Regions from separate parts of the Macaca mulatta genome. Here regions 2 and 3 are each linked to region 1. Evidence: chromatin contacts called from public Hi-C data. All regions are on one chromosome and are shown on one strand. The core of a region is the stretch at or near the end of the contact, and the rest is flanking DNA. Distances in the headings are between cores, read along the strand shown. Region 1 holds the start of UBN2 (ubinuclein 2). Region 2 holds the start of IFT56 (intraflagellar transport 56). Region 3 holds the start of FMC1 (formation of mitochondrial complex V assembly factor 1).

The links. Hi-C and Micro-C count contacts between places; a contact is called where the count stands out from the background.
Region 2: a contact with region 1 is called in a Hi-C map of liver, with 4 times the contacts expected there. The contact joins the promoter of IFT56 here to the promoter of UBN2 in region 1. A contact is called at or near these places in 3 of 14 Hi-C or Micro-C datasets (blood, fetal cortex germinal zone and liver).
Region 3: a contact with region 1 is called in a Hi-C map of liver, with 1.9 times the contacts expected there. The contact joins the promoter of FMC1 here to the promoter of UBN2 in region 1. A contact is called at or near these places in 2 of 14 Hi-C or Micro-C datasets (fetal cortex germinal zone and liver).

Annotation. Positions count from the first base shown.
Region 1 is chr3:179,071,288-179,073,938 of T2T-MMU8v2.0, reverse strand. It overlaps UBN2 (ubinuclein 2), which reads right to left and starts at 1,317. Exons shown (of 19, transcript XR_013415641.1): 1 at 95-1,317.
Region 2 is chr3:178,970,239-178,972,889 of T2T-MMU8v2.0, reverse strand. IFT56 (intraflagellar transport 56) reads right to left here and starts at 1,307. Exons shown (of 18, transcript XM_001106020.5): 1 at 1,211-1,307; 2 at 274-411. The coding sequence starts at 1,213.
Region 3 is chr3:179,181,179-179,183,829 of T2T-MMU8v2.0, reverse strand. It overlaps FMC1 (formation of mitochondrial complex V assembly factor 1), which reads right to left and starts at 1,306. Exons shown (of 2, transcript NM_001194423.2): 1 at 1,039-1,306. The coding sequence starts at 1,176. It overlaps LOC144339986, which reads right to left and starts at 2,484. Exons shown (of 2, transcript XM_077997542.1): 1 at 2,057-2,484; 2 at 1,223-1,360. The coding sequence starts at 2,363. The coding sequence ends at 1,338. TRNAR-CCU (transfer RNA arginine (anticodon CCU)) reads right to left here and starts at 1,874; the gene lies at 1,802-1,874.

The sequences.
Region 1 (2,651 bases), core at 68-2,567:
CCATTCCTAAAGTGGGATCCTTAGTCTCTGAAAACCTTTAATTATTCTTAAATTCCCTTCGATTAAGAAAAATATCACAGGCACGCAAGCACACCTCAGCAGCCACGGCGCCCAGCAAAACAAATAGTGATGAGGATGAGGATGATACGAGAGGGGTTACACAATCTCTCTGCTTCAGACTGGGGGGCGTGTCCCCCAAGGTTTTCTCTTCCTTTCTACTGGAACGACAGCTGTAGCGCCACAGGGAGAACCCAGCCACACGGCCTGCAGGGCCCCAGGATTTTGTGTGGGGTGCAGAAAGGAAAGAAGGAAAATCTGAGGTTCCGAAAAGTGCACAAGAAAACAGGCTCGGCGCGGCGTTGGGAGCGAGCGCCGGGGGTTTGGGGATTCGGTGCGGCCGGGTGAGAGCCTCGGCCACCCCAGGGAGTGGAGGAAGCAGCGCTCACCGCCCCGTCCACCCGCTCGGCCCCGGCCCCCCGCACCCCACCCTCGGGGCGACCCGGACGCGCTCGGTGGGCGTCCCAAGGTGCAAACCAGCTGGGGAAGACGGCGGGTCCTGAGGCTCTCGGGGTCTGGGGCAGGAGGGAGGAATCTTCTGTACCCGTTGTTCTCCGCACAGCAGCAGCTCCGGGTAACTGAACTCCACGCAGCTCTCGTCGGTGGGGTCCTTGAGCACCAGCTCCAGGCGCACCGTCTCCCTCGGCGGCCGCGGCGGCTGCTCAGCCCGGGAAGCCGACTCCCGCGGCGGGGGCGGCTGCAAGGGCAGCTGCGGGAGCGGCGGCGGTGGCTCGGGCCGCGGGGGCTCGCGCTGCAGCGACATGGGCGGCTCGGCGCGGCTGACCTCGCGCTGGGGGAGCGGCTTCTCCCGCGGCGGGGGCTGCGCGTCCGAGCGGGGGGCAGGCTCCCGCGGGGCCGGCGGCTCCGCCCGGGCCGGCTCGCGGTACGGCTGCGGCTCCAGCCGGGGGGGTTCGCGGGGGTACTCGGGCTCGCGCTCGGGCCCCGGGTACTCGGCCTCGCGCCGCCGCACCGGTGACAAGCTAATGAACGCTACTCTGCGCGGCTCCGCCATCCCCACTGTTCTGGCCCTCTGCTTTAGCTCGAGCCGGCGCTCGCTTCTACGCCGCGCTGCGTGCCTGCCCGCCCTTCCTCTTGCTCTCCGTCGCTTTTCTTCCCTCCACCACCCTCAGCCGTCTCCGCCGACGCCACGGTGAGTGCGGACCGCGTCCCCTTCCCCGCTACTACGTTCTGATGGGCTTCACCGCCATCGCCAGGGTCGCCGCGGCCGCCATGTTGGATCCCCCACATAAATAGAAGCAGGCCGCTGAGCGGGCGCATGCGCACAGAGGAGACGCTCGCGTCCACTGTCGTGGCTGTTGCTCAGTTTTCCTCTTTTCCTCCCAACAGTCTGGCGTCCAGACAGGTCGGCGGAAGTGACGACATGGCTCGGCCTGTTTCCGTGGAAACGGAGACGCCGTCTGCACCCTTTCTCAAAGGGAGGGTTCTGGGGTTTCCGGAGCAGCTTCCTATTCGTACCCGGAAACCAGAGGCGCTCCAGGAGCTTCCCGGGGCGAGCATCGGGATGTGCCTGAGACCGACCTAGCCATGGCGCCGGGTCTCCCGCGCTGGGTTCAAGGGAACTGGGGTTGTTAGCTGATTATTCAAGGCGGACTCTGGGCAAAGGTAGACAGACGCGCCGGCCGTCGTGCCTGCCAGGCCTGTGTCCCCGTAGCCCTAAGTATCGAGGGAAAAAAGGAAGTGCCCACCTTCAGCCCGACTAGCCCCAGCGGCTTCCCTCCCGAAAGCGCAGGCCTCTCCTTCCTCGACCTACTCTGGTTTCCCTCGCCCGGCCGCAGTGGGCGTTGCGTGGGGCAGGGTCATTAAATGTTCAATAACGCTTTGCAGTTGGAAAATTAACAAGCAGGTGAAGAGTTCTGGGCTCATTCAGAAGGCCTAAACTGTTGAAATCATAGAAAACTTCTTAAGAGGGTTTGGTGGTATTTCAGGAAACGTACTGTTTAAAAGAATGCTAAAGGACCCATTTCAGGTTGGGGAAGGAATTGATTGGGCACGCCCCATAGGCTCACTTGTAATTAATTAATTGGAAGTCAGGTCTGAAAGGATGAGAATTACTGGCCATTTTAATCCATTGAATAAAAAGTAAATTTGAGGGGTCGCCCTTCACATCCAAGCCTTCTGTTAATTGCATTAACTGGATTAACTGTTGAAAGCTCTTTTATTAAGTCTGTGACGTCATAGACAAATTCTGAGAGGGTACTATTTTTTCCTCTCCTATTACTTTCTCTACTTGGACGAAGATGGTGATGAAATCTATGATTCCAAAGATCTCTCCCAACTCTAAAACCCTATCTTTTCTCCTCGGCACCATGTTTTACCTCCGTTATCTCCTTCCCCATTGCTCCTTTTCTGATTACGAATTCGGGTCTCATTTTTAGATTGTCTTTGTGATACTTAAATGACCTGCCTTCAGTCTCTATCCCCGCCAGTCTTGAGACGGGGTCATATTAATATCTCTAAAAGAGTTTTTATTATATCATTCTCTGCTCTGGCTGCAACTTACCTACAAACTAAGTTCTATGAATGTATACTCATATTCAATATCCTCCACAGTTTAGCTCAGAGACTGCAAACTG
Region 2 (2,651 bases), core at 58-2,557, 100 kb after region 1:
CCCATGATCCGCCTGCTGGCCTCCCGAAGTGCTGGGATTACAGGTGTGAGCCATTGCGCCCAGCCAAATTTAGTTTTTTAGTTCATTTTTTATCAGGTTTATAGTTAACTTAGAATCCGGAATCTGTGCCTGACTAGATTTACAGGGGATTTGTACAGGAAGCCCCAGAATGCACGCACCTATTACAACAGCAGAGCAACCAGCATTCTCACCTAATCATTCATCTACAGTCTGGTATTCACATGCTAAGAAGCAATGTTCTTTGGGCATTACCTCCAATAGGGTAATAGCTCCAGTGAAATCTCTTTTTGAAAGTAGCTCCTCTAGTTTTGGAATCTTCCTACCTTTCTTCTTTTTTTTGTCAGTGGGCTGTACGCCTCTGCCTACAGCAGGTTTGGCCCTTGAAAGCATCTGTAAAAGAAACAAAGACAGCTGTATGGTCCAATTCTGATTATCAGATTTAAACTGAGAGTGGCAGCTCTATAGTTTAAAAGTCAAGGCTGGGCACAGTGGCTCACGCCTGTAATCCCAGTACTTTGGGAGGCCAAGGCGGGCGGATCATGAGGTCAGGAGTTCGAGACCAGCCTGGTCAACATGGTGACACCACGTCTCTACTAAAAATGCAAAAATTAGCCGGGCATGGTGGCAGGTGCCTGTAGTCCCAGCTGCTCGGGAGGCTGAGGCAGAAGAACGCTTGAACCTGAAGGCGGAGTTTGCTGTGAGCTGAGATCACGCCACTGCACTCCAGCCTGGGCAACAGAGCGAGACTCCGTCTCAAAAAAAAAAAAAAAAAAAAAGTTATAAGTCAAATCCTTAACAACGAACCCCAGGGAAGCCTATTCACACTTGCTTTGTAACAGGTATTCTAGTAGAAGAGCCATCACCCAATACTTAGGAAGGACCAGACAGCTACTCCCAACTTTATCTTCACTGGCTAGAGATGCTTTCGCACAGCTTCTGTCATCTCAGCTTTCCCTTCCTCTGCTTCCCATCCCACGAGTGGTTTAGATGTGGGTAAATGGAGAAGCAGGAGGGAAGAAAGCATCGAGGTATCTACAGTTGCATCCCTGTCCCCCGTGGGAACACAGGGAGAGCTGGGGATTACCCTCTGCGGACACACCTAGACTTTACACAGAAGTGTGCTGGGAACCTCGAATCGCCAGCCTCAGGACCTACTCAAAGTAATCCCTCACTATTCAGAGCCACTAACCATCTTGACGTCGGTCTTGTGAGTCCCCTCCAGACAGCAAAGGCCGGGCCTCAGCGTTTCGCCGCATCCACACAGGACGCTCTGTCTCCACGGCAACCCCGCCGCGAGGCTGGTACGTCGGGGAGAAAAGCTCGTTGGAGAACCAGCGCCCGCGGCTTCTTGGTTCCGTGCAGCTTCTGCCGCGGAAGAGCAGCGGTTCCTCTTGGGAGGAGAGCGTCGTTCTCTGTGCTGAGAGCGAAAGTTTGGTTGTGTCTCTATTTATGAGTTTACTTTAGGAAAAGGCGAATTGGAATGGCATTGTTTTTCAAATGCAAGTTTTCTGGGAAGGAAATTTTCAGGGACCACTTCCGTTTTGGGCCGCGTTGGACTCCATAGCAACCCTTGGCTGCGTGCACCGCAGAATCTTGGTCTCTGGCTGGTGCGGGAAGCTTAGAAAATTTCTGCTGAAGGAGTTGTAGTTCTGTGATTTGGAGGCAGGAGTGCATCAAAATACAGTTTCCTATTTCCACAGATACATCTACACACAATAGAGAACTGTAATAAATATTTGTCGATTGGATGACTTAATTTATCTATCTTACTCCGGAACCCAGTTAATGCAGGGGCAACCATAATCTTTAAATTCACGAAATCGTGAAATGTTAGAGTTGGAAGAGACCTTACAGGACCTCTGGTCAACCCCTCAGAATTAACAGACTGAAGAACTAACATCTTGTTAGTTAACTAATGTCAGCCTAAAAAGCTCAGGGATCCAATTGAAAGAGTTTATTCAAGTGCAAAGTGTGAGGGCGGCTATCCCGGGAACCACAGACAGCAAAGAATGGTGATCCGTGCTCCCTGATGTAGGGAACGGTGAGGGTCGTTTATATCGCCAAAAACAGGGGTGCTGTACATAATTACAGCATTTTCAAGATGAGGCTAACGTACACAGAAGATTAAATTCACTACTATTGATTATACTCTAAGGGGGATGTTTAATATTCTATTGTAAAGAGGTAACAATCACAAGGGTCTCTATCTCCAACGTCATTTAGTCTGAATAAAGAATAAAAAATCTGGTTAATATATAACATCAACACAAAGATCAGGAAGCAACAGTCATGCACCAGAGAAGAAAAACAGCCATGTTCTGTGAGTTAGTTTACAGGGCTTAACGTTTCCCCTTGGCATAATATGTTTGGAAGGTGCTGAAATTTTCTTTTCACATTTTCCCTTTTCTTCAAAAGCTTTCGGAGAAAGCATTATAGAAGAATTATATTCTCAGGCCGTGTATTTGATCAAACCTCATGTCACTAGGAAGGCTCCTTCCTGGCAGTCACATCCCAAGGAGGAGGGGAAATTGGAAAGGACCAAGTCCGAATTATAAAGCAACAAGAGAAAGTAGTTCTGGAACCTGATTCAGGCTACATGGCTGCCTCTTCAAACAAACAATTATCTGAGT
Region 3 (2,651 bases), core at 57-2,556, 110 kb before region 1:
AGGTTGCGCTGAGCCGAGATCGCAATCTTAGAATGGCTTCCCATTACACTTACAAAAAAGTTTAAATTCTTGTTCCGCCTACCACCTCATCTACCTCCACTTCATCCACACACCCTAGGGCTAAACCACTCTCAATTGGCAATTTTTCTCCCCTTTGGCTTTCAATTGTTTAGCTTTTAAATCTGGACCCTAACCCCAATTTACTTGCTAACTCCAAATTAGCCCTCAGGTCCCTGATTAATTTCCTCCGGAAAACCTTCCCTAACTACCCCTTCTTTATACCCCAGCCCCTGTTGTCTACACCTTGAGCACTTATTTATCCTAAGTGCTTTACTGTATTGCTCCCTCAGGTGGGGAGCAAGCTTCTTAAAGGACAGGACCCATGTGCATCTGATTCTTTCTATTTAGACTAGGTTCCTAGCACAACCCCTAAGTTATCACCTTTTAAAAACTAGGTGAATTTGAGTTCTAAGATTTTACATTCTGACGTCCATGGCTCAGAAATTCGACAGTTGATCGTTCTCCCTTTCCCAACATTGCTCAAGGGCAGCAAGTTTCCTTCCCTAAAGCCCAGTTTTTCTTTTCCGTCTCAAAAAGAAATGCTTATTGGAATAACTTTTCTAGGGGACGGACGAGGAGATTGTTGGCCAAATGCTGTGGCTTTAAATCTAGTGACAGTACACCCTTCAAGTCCATCTTCATTCTTTAATCCCCAGCATTTCCTCTATTCCACTTTCCTGACTTTACCCTCCACAAAGGAAACAGACCAGCCAATGAAATCCTTTGGGACGGGTCCGCCCCTTTGCAGGACAGACTGACGTCCCCAGAGCGACTCTGCGCCCCCGCCGGTCCTTTGGTCCCCGAGTTTATGCCAGAGCATGGAGCCTAGGGCCTGGGTTGGTTTGGTCAGAACCAGGGCTCCGTGGGAGGGTTGGCCTCAGAAATGCCGTAATTAGACACCGTGCTCCCCATCCCAGCCCAGACCCGACTCTTCCTCCCTCCCCAGCACGCGGAGAACCTGGGACAGGGCTCCCGTACCCGATGTGCACGGAAAGCCTTCACAAGGTACCGATAGGCCGCGGTGTCGCGATAGGGTCGGCCGGTGGCCGCGCTCAGGTAGCGCAACTCCCGCAGAAGTCCTCGCAAAGTGCGCGCCGGGGACCCTAAGGCCGCCATTTTCCTGTCCTTCTCCGAGCCTGGTGCCCGACGGCGTCCTACGACCCTGCAAAACCCCTCCTCCCGGCCGGGCGCCTAATGGTACGGTCGGACGACTACCGGCTCCTCCTATCGACTGACTAGCAGTGGAACCGCTCACTTGTCCGTTGTACCGAGCCTTATTAATCGAAGGCCGAGGGGCGCCCTAACAAGAAAAGCAAACAAAACCCAAGCGTTAACTGACGCTACCAGGTCCTCTAACCCACAACAAGGATTTGGGTAAATAGGGGCCTTTCTTCACGACGTCATTTAAGATGCCCGTTAGCCGACCAACCGCTGAGTCTCAGGAGGAGCGGGCCCAGCGCGGGGTGTGGGTGTGGATTTGATACGGAACACGCTGAGAAGACATTTTAAAATGATTTATAGAAGGGATATCAAAAGTCAACGTACTGACGTTTCCCCAAATCCCAGGGCACCTGCGGCTCAGAAAAAGGACATGGGAGTGTGCAGATTCTCGAAAATTGCAGCTAGTAAAAACACAAACACACGCGCTTCCCATTTAAAAAAAAAAAAAAAAAGTAAAGTTGGCATATTTCGCTTTGTTTAGAAAGGTAAAAATGTACTTGAAAGGCCAAAAATCTCAGGCCACCCCAGATGGGACTCGAACCCACAATCCCTGGCTTAGGAGGCCAATGCCTTATCCATTAGGCCACTGGGGCTTCTGTGAGTGACGCGCTCAAACAACATATTCAATTATTTTCCTCTTTGGTACGTCATCGTCATTTCATTTTTGCCTTACCCTATCCCACGAAACCACACCTAGCGCCCACGTGAGGGGTGACGTATGCTGGGACTTGTAGTTAGAGAACAAAAGTCCACATTACTGCGCCAAACGCTTTACCCTCGAAACTGCACCGATGCTCCGGACGTTGAACGGGCACGCGCACGCGTTTGCGTACGCGCTTGCCTGCGCAGTAGTCCCCGCGCCTGCGCAAAAGCAGGCATACGCCGTCGCGGAGCACGCGCGCTGGGCAAATTGGCCGGATATTCGAGACTCGCCCTCTGAACGTCAGCCCTGTTGGGTTTTTACCGGAAACAGTCTGACCTTTTCCGGTGTTGCGACTTTCCGGGTGGAGATTTGCTCCAGCGGCCGTTAGGTGGTGCCTGCCGCGGTCAGTTTCTGCTTCCGGTTGAAGCGTTGAGGCCATTTCCGCAGGCCGAGCGCGGTTGCTTACGCCTGTAATCCCAGCATTTTGGGCGGCCGAGGCGGGCGGATCAGCCTCAGATCATCTTAGGTCGGGAGTGCGAAACCAACCTGACCAACACGGAGAAACCCTGTCTCTGCCAAAAATACAAAATTAGCCGGGCGTGGTGGCGCATGCTTGTAATCCCAGCTACTCGGGAGGCTGAGACAGGAGAATTGCTTGAACCCTGGAGGCGGAGGTTGCAGTGAGCCGAGATCGCGCCATTGCACTCCAGCCCGGGCAACAAGAGCG